Linked DNA regions of Mus musculus: region 1 is linked to region 2. Evidence: chromatin contacts called from public Hi-C data. All regions are on one chromosome and are shown on one strand. The core of a region is the stretch at or near the end of the contact, and the rest is flanking DNA. Distances in the headings are between cores, read along the strand shown. Region 1 has its middle 30 kb from the start of Tex36. Region 2 has its middle 71 kb from the start of Gm35567.

What was found. A called contact is a pair of places that touch in the nucleus more often than the background predicts.
Region 1: a Hi-C map of cerebellar granule neurons shows a contact between it and region 2, with 1.7 times the contacts expected there. The contact joins two enhancer-like sites. A contact is called at or near these places in 3 of 484 Hi-C or Micro-C datasets (cerebellar granule neurons, embryonic stem cells and nephron progenitors), 1 of 115 datasets of contacts at active chromatin or transcription factors (embryonic stem cells) and 1 of 9 other capture datasets (embryonic stem cells).

The regions. Positions count from the first base shown.
Region 1 is chr7:133,570,539-133,573,484 of GRCm38.p6, forward strand. No RefSeq gene overlaps it. Among named protein-coding and RNA genes, the nearest start is that of Tex36, 30 kb to the right of the region's middle. Within about 2 kb of position 1,608, at least 3 of the 459 cell types and tissues checked have an H3K27ac peak or open chromatin away from gene starts, as enhancers often do. A contact at or near this core is called in cerebellar granule neurons, where this site is marked.
Region 2 is chr7:133,285,696-133,288,643 of GRCm38.p6, forward strand. No RefSeq gene overlaps it. Among named protein-coding and RNA genes, the nearest start is that of Gm35567, 71 kb to the left of the region's middle. Within about 2 kb of position 1,321, at least 3 of the 459 cell types and tissues checked have an H3K27ac peak or open chromatin away from gene starts, as enhancers often do. A contact at or near this core is called in cerebellar granule neurons, where this site is marked.

The DNA.
Region 1 (2,946 bases), core at 358-2,857, 290 kb after region 2:
GAACAGGAAGTGAGGCAATGAAAAGCAGCAATACATAATCCTACTGTGTCTTCCATGCCTTGTCTCGGTGAACCTTCCCTGGGAGAGCTGAGCTCAGGAACGGCAATAGCCTTGGGAAAGGATGGACTAGTTTCTGATCAATAGTTTTACACCAGCCATGGGTCTTTGCGCTTTACCTTCATGATTTTATTCAGTCCTTTTGGAAAAGAAAAAAGGTGATGTCCATTTAATAGATAAGAAAGGCATGTTTCAGAGAAAATAGGAGAGTCATGTGACACATGCCTAGCCTATTAATGTTTGCAGAACTGCGACAAAATTCGTGACAAAGGCAACTTTGGGAGAGAGAATTTATTTTGGCTCACAAATCTCATGGTGGGGAAGGCACGGTGGGAGGAGCTTGAGGCAGCTGGCCACACTTCCCTCGAAGTCAGGAAGCACAGAGAGGCGAATGCTGGCTCTCAGCTCGCTCACTCCTTTTCATTCAGTCTGGGACCCCAGTCCAAGGGATGGTACTGTCCACAGTTAGGGTGGATCATTCTACCTCAATTACCCTAAATCTAGAAACTCCCTCACTGACATGCCCACAGAGATTTATCTCCCAGGTGTTTCTAGATCCCAGCAAGCTGACATCAGCCATCACACCGAAAATCCTAGTCACTAAAGTAGGGCGTGGCTCTGTAGCTCCAAACTGGTCCAGAGCAAACTGCAAGGGAGCCAGACTTTGAGCTCCATTGCTGTCCGTGTAGTAGCTGTGCTAACCCTGCTCCAGAGCTAACCCTGACCAGCCCCAGAGTCGGTGCAGATGCATGGTATGCAGGAAGTGCGCAGTCCTACAGACCCCCCCACCCCTGGCCCTACCCCTTCCCCGGCCCCATCCCCATCCCGCCTTCTCCCCTCCAGGGCGAGACTGGCTGAGGTCTCTAAGAAACATTTTGAGAAAACGATTTGTAGCTAGAAAACCTAAGTTCTGAGAAGCCTGAACCCTCATCTTCAGAGAACTGGAAGCAAGGACTTGGAATTACCCAACAAATTAAGTTCATTTTAATATCAGAATGCAATTGGGAGAGAGGGTCTGGGGTAAAAGAAAAATAAGTGTAATTGCTTCTTTTTTCAGACTCACATATTGCTTTGTTCATTACGAAATAACAAAGCATTATTTGATCCCATTACTCTGTAAATGAGATTGAGGGAAGGGTACATCTGCATTCACGCGGCAACAGAGTTGGGAAACGTTTATCCCACCGACATTTAAAAATAGCAGCTCCGTCTTTCGTGGTAATGAAATTGTAGGTATTTTCATTGCAGAAATATATTTTACAACACACACAAATACGGCAGAGTTAAATTTAGTGCTGGGGAATGCTCTCGTGGAGGCTTTCCTCCGGGCTTGGGTTTTCTGCACTGGGCTTTTGTTTCTCCAAAACCAAAGCCTGTCTGTGGGCAGTGACAGATAGGGACACAAAACCACTGGCGAATTTTTTTTTTTTTTTTTTTTTTTTTTTTTTTTTTTTTTTTTTTTTTTTGGTGAGAAAGAGGTTAAGTTTCTGGAGCCATTCAGCATGTACACCTGCCCTCTTGTGGCACGTATCTGTATATTCACAGGTTTTAAGACCAAGACAAGGGTTATCCTAAGCAATATTCCAAGTGGGTCTCCTCTGCTGGGTGTGATGTCCCTCAAGGTGCTCACATTTGGCAAAACTCCTGTACTAACCTGCCACCGTTCACTTCCCTCTGTACTAGGGCCTGGTGACAGGCTACCCCAAAACTTCATGCTACCAAACAACCATTCTCTGAGTGAGAAAGGCAAACAGGAAAAGGTTTGCATGGGGCCTCAGGTAGAAGACTGGGAGCCAGGGCTTTGATACATCTGAAGGCTCATTCACACAGGCCACTGGCTTGGTATACTCCGGCTGGGTCAGAATGGGTTTGGTTGGTTTCCACAGAGGATGGGACACGGTGTGACTGTTCTCTCAACCATTTTCTTCCTAGCGAGCATTATATTATAATATATATTATGTCCTTAAAGATTATTATTATTATCTGAAAGAAGTGAATAAAGAGGCGTGTGTGTGTGTGTGTGTGTGTGTGTGTGTAAGTCCAATAGTCAGCTTCTGATCTCATTCCCTGATCTCATTCCTGTTACCACTTTTAGGAGGGTCTCATAGAACCCGGAGCTCCCCAGTTCAGCTAGGCTGGACAGCCAGGGAGCCACAGCACCTAGCATCAGAGGTGTTGGGATCTGCATGCTTGCAAGTACTTTACTGACCTACTGACTGAGCCATCTCCCAGCCCAGGGATTCTTTGTCATTAACAGCAGTAACTCTGGGCATCAGGAGTCGATCATTCCGCAGAAGAGAGCCAAGGAGTCCCAGACACTTCACTGAAGACCTAGAGTTTTAATGCATTTGATTAACCCTGGAAGCCCAGAGCAAGGCTTTTGTTCTGAGTAGTAGTGTGTGTTCAACCACTGGCAAGTTGTTTCATCAAGTGAATTTAAAAAAAAAAAAGTTTAAAATTACTATAAAAACGAAAAATTTAGAAAACAGGACAGAAGTCTCCTCCTGTCCCCCAGGCACCTCAGATCTGGGATGGCTGCACACTTGCTGCCTTCCCCACAGACAGGCGGCCTTTTACTCATACACAGTGTGCACTGTTGCCTGCTTCTTTTCACTTAACATTTTATATTTTTTATAAGCAAGGCAATTCCATCTGAGTGGCCATTCGTGCGCTGTTTTGAAAGAAGACCATGGTCAGAAAGCTTCATCAGGAAATGAAACTTTGCACTTACTGGTCTTTGGCTTTCTCAAAAACGGACACAGTTCTACCTTGTTCGAGTGCACTCTACACAAAGGAACAAAGATATGCCACGAAGTAATTAGGAACTAGGTGGGGGGTAGGACAGACGGTTATAAAGGAGTGGTGTTAGTTGGCTGTGTGTGTGTGTGT
Region 2 (2,948 bases), core at 71-2,570:
GTACGGCCTTCAGTCCTAGGTTAAACATTAGCTTCCCTTTCTGTTCACACCGTCAATTTGGTGAATGCATTCCCCTTTTCCACGCAGAGTGTGGAGGTAAATTCCTCTTTCTTTCTTTCTTTCTTTCTTTCTTTCTTTCTTTCTTTCTTTCTTTCTTTCTTTCTTTCTTTCTTTCTTTCTTTCTTTTTTCCTTTCTTCCTTTCTTCCTTTCTTCCTTTCTTTCTTATTAGATATTTTCTTTATATACATTTCAAATGCTATCCCGAAAGTTCCCTATACCCTCCCTCCGCCCTGCTTCCCTACCCACCCACTCCCGCTTCTTGGCCCTGGTGTTTCCCCTGTACTGGGGCATATAAAGTTTGCAATACCAAGGGGCCTCTCTTCCCAGTGACGGCTGACTAGGCCATCTTCTGCTACACATGCAGCTAGAGACAAGAGCTCTGGGGGTACTGGTTAATTCATAATGTTGTTCCACCTATAGGGTTGTAGAAAAGGCAATGCAAACCTCAAGGCTTTGTCTATGATCGAATTTCTCTGCTGGAGAATATGGGGGGGGGGTTTGCAGTAAAATTGGGTCAGAATCTAGGAGATGAGATAACTGGTCCCTCATGGCCAGGGTGATGGGAAGCAGGTACGTCCTCTGTGTGGTCACTTGCATATGTCAGCTGTAGAGCCACCTCAGGCTCCTACCCCGGGGATCCAAGAGACAGCTGTCTGCTGGTTTCTCTCCTTCACTTTATAAGTGAGCATCTGTGACCTGCAGAGATCTGTGGCTTCACTGAGGTTGAGAGAAAACCAGTCCGACAATTGACCGTGTTTTCCATGTCCAAGGTGGTATCCTAGAGTCCTCTGTAACACACCCAGTTCTTGGTGACATAGGACATCCCAAGTACCAGAGATGGAAATATAGCCCTGATCCCTGTTCATAGTGTCCTTAACCCCAGGAGTCACTCCAATTTATACAAAACTACAGCTACTTTTCAGAAGAAGCCTCTGGGAGTAGGCACCCATTGCTTAGAACCCGAGTCCTTGAGGCCAGTGATCGAGGTGCATGAGTCCTTTTCATAGGATCCCTTCATATCCCCAAAGCCCTTGGTTTTCTCTCTAACTCTTGGTGTTCTGGATTTCCTGGCACTGTCAAACCTGTGGTTGAGAAACTTCACTCAGGACCACACCGAGAGTGACCCAGTTCCGAGCTGCCAGCTTCTCCACCCTCTGCACCTGCCGTAGCCTTGCTGCGAGCTTCAGTCACCAGCCTGCCTGGCCTCAGATTATTTCAACCTGGTGGGTCTCCCTGCTGCTGACCACCTGTCTCCTGAGAGGACCCACAGCCAAGCCCTCCCACAGCAGATGGCTGCCCCCTCCCGATATTCTGAGGCACTCTAGCTAAGGCCAGACCCAGCGTGGACAAAAAGAGGTCCTGGGCATCTCTGGCCAAGGTCAAAGTGTCCATCTGCACACAGGTACCAGAAGTGCCAGGGGGCTGCCACAGAACTGCTTTGGCAGGAGAGATGCTTCCCAGACGATTGTTCTTGGTTCCTGTTGAGTCTTGCTTCAAAATCAACTCTGAGCTCGGATGCGCAGTTCCTTGGGTAGGTGGGCACATCACCTTATACATACTTTCAAAGCCCCTCCTTGGCCAGTGAAGGGGGCTTCCTCAGGAACCACAGTGGGAAACAATCCTATGGTGATGTTGGAGAGAAAAAGATGGACCAGAAAAAGATGGACCTGCCTCACACCTTCCACTCCAGCCTGAGTACTGACCTCCCTATAATGCCATCACTCCTATGCACTTCCTCAGAACCATTGAAATGGACCTTGTACTGCGAGCGAGTCAAATTTGAACAGTATTATGGCACCAAACTGTCTAGGAACTAGAACGTGGACGAAGCCATGTTTTGTTTGCTGTGCAGTATGAAACTGAAATGAACTCCCCCTTAAATCCTCCTGGTTTTCTAGATAAAAAGGCACCAAGGCCAGGGCCTGTGCTTGCTTTGTAAGCATGGGGGCCTTATTGATGCACAGAATCCATGGAAGAAAGCTGGGGCTGGAAGAATGCACTACATACCATCCTAGTGCTGCTGGAGGGGCAGACACCGGTGGGTCTGTGTGACCCTCGAGCCAGCCAGTTTAGCCAGCTTGCTAAACCAAACCAAGACAAAACAAAGCCCAAATCAAACCAAAACCAAAGCAGATAGAGCCTGAAGTGACTGGCATCCAAAGTAACCTTCCAGTTTTCACACACATGTGCAGACATCCTTGCACTAGCACGCAGCATATGTGTGTGCACACATGCGTATGTAAACCCAAGCCCCCCCAGGCTGACAAGGACTGTATGGGCTATAATTGTAGTGTCCATGCTTTTTCCTTATGTTCTTTATTTCACGATCCTACACGGCCATGGTGGCTTCCAGGAGGCATTTTTGCTTACATTCCAACAAGGCCTTCATTAGCTAAATGTCTTTTTCCAAGATGGCACCAGCGTTATCCTACCAGTTTCCTCAGTGACTGCTGAAATGGAATCCAGAAACACCTGACCCTGTTCTCCTATGAGAGATGCATTTGAGTAGTGCCGTCTATTTGCTTGCACTTGAGGGAGATGCTGGGTAGAACTGGTGGGTGGCTGGAAATGAACACTGACTTGCAGTATGTGGCCTTCTCATAAGCATGTGTGTGCCAGCTGAACTCTGATTGGCTGGCATTTCTCCAATCACAGTCCCAGCATCTCAGCTCTTGCTTTCCTAAGAATGGCTGAACCACCTGACCAGGGTGCCTGAAAGGAGGTTGCCATTGCAGTTGCTCCGGTTTTACTTGGCTGTGGGGTGGTGCAAGCCTCATTTACATGCTGCCAATTCTATGGGGGAAGTCGGATCTAATTTAAGCACCACTGTATCTGCTTATTTTACCTACAGACATGAGTAGATCTTTTTATTATGTAAGCATTTTAG